Linked DNA regions of Sus scrofa: region 2 is linked to region 1. A link is a contact called in public Hi-C data. All regions are on one chromosome and are shown on one strand. Each heading gives the region's core, a stretch centred on a gene start, on an enhancer-like site or on the middle of the called end of the contact. The rest is flanking DNA. Distances are from core to core; before and after follow the strand shown. Region 1 holds the start of SEC22A (vesicle-trafficking protein SEC22a). Region 2 holds the start of FAM162A (family with sequence similarity 162 member A).

The links. Hi-C and Micro-C count contacts between places; a contact is called where the count stands out from the background.
Region 2: a contact with region 1 is called in a Hi-C map of liver, with 9 times the contacts expected there. The contact joins the promoter of FAM162A here to the promoter of SEC22A in region 1. A contact is called at or near these places in 1 of 5 promoter capture datasets (fetal liver) and 2 of 47 Hi-C or Micro-C datasets (heart right ventricle and liver).

Annotation. Positions count from the first base shown.
Region 1 is chr13:137,249,335-137,252,168 of Sscrofa11.1, forward strand. SEC22A (vesicle-trafficking protein SEC22a) reads right to left here and starts at 1,364. Exons shown (of 7, transcript XM_021070245.1): 1 at 1,173-1,364.
Region 2 is chr13:138,150,222-138,153,055 of Sscrofa11.1, forward strand. It overlaps FAM162A (family with sequence similarity 162 member A), which reads right to left and starts at 1,491. Exons shown (of 5, transcript NM_001243573.1): 1 at 1,359-1,491. The coding sequence starts at 1,392. It overlaps CCDC58 (coiled-coil domain-containing protein 58), which reads left to right and starts at 2,205. Exons shown (of 5, transcript XM_003358793.4): 1 at 2,205-2,528. The coding sequence starts at 2,313.

The sequences.
Region 1 (2,834 bases), core at 114-2,613:
AGAAAGATCACAGTCACCCCCTAGGCTCCGTTCATACATCAGTACAAAATATACTTAGATTTTTAAAGACTCACTCATGCACACAAACACATACAAAGCAATAAACCAACATCATGGTTCTCAACACAGGAAATGCTCAGATGTCCCTTAAGTTAGTGCATGGTCACAGATGTCAGATTCAAACACTCAGCTACAACCCAGAAACTGCAGATATTGTTTTCAATATAGGCTCATTCTTTAATATCTTAGCAGTAAGCAAATGCAAGTAACCTGAAATGTGATTCAGAGAGTTTAAAACAAAACAAAACAAAAAATTGGCTGTTCCACCTGTTAGCTGGGATCCCAACATCTCCCGCCTGGTGGCTGACACTTTAGCCCTGGGCTTTGCCTTTGCAGCAGAGGCATGGGAGGAAATGGTTCTCAAGCTCTCCCACTTCCCCAGGTGGATGATCCAGGAAACTAAGAAGGAGAAAAGGCCAAAGCTGTTTTCACTGGCAGAGAGATTAACGCCGGCTGGGTTTCAGCCTCCTATTTCGGTTCTTCCACCTGCCAAGGCAATTGCTCGGATCTCCTTTATGCCACATCGTTTCGCAAAGTGCCATTAACAGGGCCTTAAAAGTTGCCATGAGCCAACATGGCCAAATTTCTGGATTCAGTGCTCATTCAATGTCACAAAAGGTAAAGAAAGTAAGCCACGAGTTCAAATTCCACCTTGCCTAAAAGAAATAGGAAATGTCATGTCGAGCTCTCAGGGTCACCTAAACAGCCCAGGAAGATCCCCGGGTTTCTGAATGCCCACCTCCCGGCCCCCCTACAGCTGGCAGCCCATAGCGACTTTCTCTCCTCCTCGGGCCCCCTGCCCAAGCTGCCCCATACACCCGCGGGTCAGCCAAAGGGCAACCGCCGTCCACGCGGGCCCACGCATCCCTCAAGCTGCAGGGGACGAAGGTCCCGAGATCCCGACCCTCCAAAGCTCTGCGGCTCGGACGACTCCTGGCTCCCGCCCACACTCCACAAGCCTAGTCCTCGCCGGGGGTCAGTAAGCCTGTGTTCCCGAGGGCGAGGGCCGGGGCTGTGACAGGCGACGAGGAGAGCGAAGGGGCGGCGGGCCGTCAGGGGTTCGAGCGACCCTGAGAAGGAAGAAACAAGGACTGGGAGGGGCACGGCAGTACCTGTCGAGCCGGGACCCGCCGCTCCGAGTGACGCGACCCGCACTGCATTGTGGGGCCGGGGAGTGGCCTTTCCGCGGGGCAGTCCCGCGTGCAACGTGGCTGGCGCCCGGCGAGATCAAGCCCCGCCTTCGTTCCTTGAGCTTGCCCAGGCCAATCAGGTTCTGGGGCAAGGACACACTGACCCGCCCCCTCCAGGGCAGATTGGCAGCTTTTCAAGCTCCTGCGCCTAAGGAGCGTAAACTCAATTTAGATTAGGCTGTCCCTCACGAGTAAGGCTGATCTCTCCCACCTGCTACCTGTATCTGCAGGCAATTCGTTTTTCACGCGGCCCTACAGCAAACACCGAAGGAACAGCAGCGAAATCCCCCTGTGAGTGAATAAAAACGCCACACAGGAGCAGGAACCTAACCTTGGCAAAGAAGTGCCAGATACTGTTTCTGCGGCCCCTTCTAACTTTTGCATCAGTCATGCATTATTAAACAAGCACTGCGTACCACGTGCCGAGCGCGGTATTAAGCATTGCGTTCCAGAAGTGAACTTAACACGATGGAATCTAAAGTGTGATAGGAGCAAGAGATGTTAAAGCACAAATCTTTCCGTAATTATAAATTGTAATCAGTTCTACGAAGGAAAATTAGTGGGAGCGGTGATAGATTAATCAGGATTGTCAGGGAAGAGCGCTTTGAAGAAGTGCCTTTTAAGCTTCCGGGCATATGAAAGAGCCTTAAAGAGTGTTGCAGGTGGGGAACATTATGTTTGAGGCTGTTGCGGCAGGAAAGACCTTGATGTGTTCCAGGAACTGAAAGGAAGTCAGTATGTTTGAGGTGTAGGGTGTAAACCTGAGCCGAGTTGAGGCAGAGGCCAAACCATGCGGGCTCTTATTGGCCACATTATAGATTTTAGACTGTATTTTGGAACATATCCTAAGGTCAATGGGCAGCCAAGAGAGTGTTAAGTGGGATATGATTTACATATTTAAAAGCTCACTTACACTGTTTATGGGGAACAGTTTGGAAGAGGGCAAAGGGGGTTGCTAGAAGTTCATTTCTAATGCAGTTATATTAGTCAAGGCCAGAGATGATCATAGCTTAAACTAGGGTGATGGCAGTATAGACAGAAAGAATTGGATAATTTTGAGACATGTATAAATTAGAGGTGGAACCCAAGAGATTTAATAATGGATTGGTTTGCAGGGAAGGATAAAGAAAAGAAGAGCATTAAGGATGACTCTATAAGTAACTAGATAAATTAAAAAGCCATTTACTGATTCAGGGAACATAGAAGGAGGAGCAAATAGTTTTGGATATGTGAAGTTTGAGATGCTCATAAATGGAGATGTCAGACAGATTTGGATATGTGTCTGGTGTTCAGAAGAAATGTCTGGACTACTTATATAACTTCAGTGATTATTGGGTAGATCAACCTAGCAATTCCACCACTAGCTCTATATGCAACAGAAATGTACTCATATGTTCATCAAAAGAATATATAAGAATGTTCAGAGAGTTCCTATTGTAGTGCAGTGGAAACGAATCTGACTGGTATCAATGAGGATGCAGGTTTGATCCCTGACCTCGTTCAGTGGGTTAAGGATCCAGCGTTGCATGGGCTGTGAATGAGGCTCAGATCCTGAGTTGCTGTGGCTGTGGTGTAGGCCAGGGG
Region 2 (2,834 bases), core at 241-2,740, 900 kb after region 1:
CTTCCTTCAAAATTTGAATTAAACAACTGTTTAAGGAATTCCCTTTGTGTTTCAGTGGTTAACAAACCCAACTAGAATCCATGAGGTTGAGGGTTAAATCCCTGGCCTCGCTCAGTGGATTAAGGATCTGGCGTTGCTATGAGTTGTGGGGTAGGTCGAAGACGCGGCTCGGATCCTGCATTGCTATGGCTGTGGTGTAGGCTAGTAGGTGAAGCTCCGATTCCACCCATAGCCTGGGACCCTCCATATGCAAAGGGTGTGGCCCTTAAAAAAGCAAAACAAAACAAAACAAAACAAAAAACTGTTTAAGTAATTTGGTACTAAGGAATCAATCATTACACCTTATCAAAGTTCATAAAGGTGATCAATAGAATGATCTGCCCTGGTGCCCAGAAAAGAGACAAAAGGCAAACACTCTGATTTTTCAGCCCCTACTAGGCAAGAAGGTAAATTAAACTCTAACTCCAAATGGTCACTACACAAATGTCTACTAGGAAAACAAACCGCAGACCCTCTATTTACATAAACTGCAAGAGATTCATTTTCCTTCAAGAGAAAATGAATCTTTTTTTTTTTTTTAGAGCTGCACCTGAGGCATATGAAAGTTCCCCTGGCAAGGGGTCTAATCCGAGCTGCAACTGCAGGCCTACGCCAACACAACACCAGATCCGAGCTAAATCTGCAAGCTTGAGTCAACGCCGGATCCTTAACCCACTGAAGGAGGCCAGGGATCCCTCCTGCGTCCTCATGGATACTAGTCCGGATCTTAACCCACTGAGCCACAACGGGAACTCTTTTATTGTAGAATTATATAAAAGAAATGTGCACACACACCTCATTTTAAGAAAACAATTGCAATTACTCTATGAGACCTTAAATCTCTTGCCTATTCAGATAACGAATGGGTAGGAAACCCTAGACTCCAAGTTTTCTCTGAGTGTAGGGATTAACTCTAGAGATGATGGGGGTGGGAGCAGGCGGGAGACTCAGGTAACCTACGGGACAGGAGGTTACGAAGCTGAACGGATCAGGAAATGGGGGGACGTTCTAGAGATGACAGGTGAGCTCAGAGGGGATGGGGGTGGGGAAAGTGATCCCTGAGCATAGGCTCCTTAACTAGGTGGGAGCTGGGTGGGTGGAGAGCCAGGTGGAAGGGTCACTCGGAGATAGCCCTCAGTGCTTTCTTACCAGTGGCTCGCTAGGCCCCAGCTGTCTCCCACTATTGCTACTCTGGGAGTAGGATTCCAAACTACTTGAGGGGAATGCCTAATAAAACAGAGCACCTAACAGGCCTGAGGAGGCTGAAAGATTCCTTCATGCAAAGCGATTGCCCACCCCCAGCCGGGCCCGCGTCTCACCAGCCGCCAGGCGCAGGCTGCGGAGGCTCCCCATGGCCGCCCACTCCGCGGACCAGCAGAGAGGCCCAGGCCGGCGGTGGTGCGGCTGCGCTCTGTGCTCAATGTCACCCAGCGCTGAGAAAGTAAGGCCTCGAGAGGCACCGGCGGGCGGGGCCTGCGGGATGAGGGGTCGTGCTTTGCGCGCGGGGTTGTGGGCGGGGCGTGCGTGACGCGCAGAGCGTGCAGATCGTGCATGGAGGTCAGACTGTACCTTCTGCCGGCCCGCTGGGCTCCGCCCCGCTTGGCGCCTAATCCTGGACTTGTCCTTAAGAATATTCCTTTGGAGTTTATTGAAGGGTTTTGCAATGTTGCATCTAAGAAAGTACTCGTTTAAAATAGAAACAAAGTAATGTGCTTATTGTAGGAATTTTGTGAACTGTAGATCCCAAAGTCACACTGCCTCGGTAATTCAGTAAGTCAATACATTTTTTTTTTCATTTTTCAATGAATACGTATACGCCTGTATCAAAACTACATAACTGGGTTCCTAGTGACCAGTGTTTTTCACCTCTTGCTGACTTGCTACCTGAGAAATTCACATGTATGCTTCCTATGTTGTTTTCTATTTGCCTATTTTTTTAAAGTAGAAGTAAACACTTCATTATTTCCATACCTATTACCTTATTCATCCTTTACCCCACACTGCCAGAAACACCTTTTCTTTACATTTCTTGGTCGGCCCAAATTCTGAAAAGCTCCTTTGCTCTAGGGACTGGATGGAAGGGTTAAGAAAAACCTCACTTCGACTTTAGAGTTCCCCCTGGGACAACCTAGTTGGTGCGACCCGGAAACTGTTTTCCCTTTTTGTAAGAGAAAGGGATTGGAGAAAAACGATCCCTTAAAGTTCTGGCTTTCTTCGATCCATGTATCTGGGCCGGTTCCAAGAAGATATCTTAAAGGAACAGGAATAAAAAGATGGATAGCAGCGTTACGAGTTTCGGTGTGGGTGGCGAGCATAGGAAAAGACAAAGCTTGAGCTTGGCTGTCTCGAGTCCCCTAGTTGTTTTTGGTCAGGCGGCGCCGCGGACACCTTTGCTCCGCGGTGATTGGCTCGCGGCGGGGGCCTCGTGTTTGTCCAATATGGCGGCGCCCAGTGGCAGTGTGAACTGTGAGGAGTTCGCCGAGTTCCAGGTGATGGGTTTTTTTTCGTGTGGCAGGCGTGCCCCTTCTTTTGTTCTGGGCCCCTGTTCCCTGCTCTAGCTTGGAAGGGAGTGCGGACCAGTTGGGGCAGAATCGGGCAGTTCAAAACTCCTTTTTCGAGCCATTGGAGGTCATGGGGGCACAGCTTGGCCTTAGGGAGTGAGGGTGCTCCATTGGGGTCATGGTTCTCCCTGCGACTCCCAAGCCTTGATTAACTGCACCCAGGAACGCCAGGTGGTTCCTCGGCGGTAAAGCTGAACCCAGGCCGAGTGGGTAGGGGTTTTAACAACATTTTAG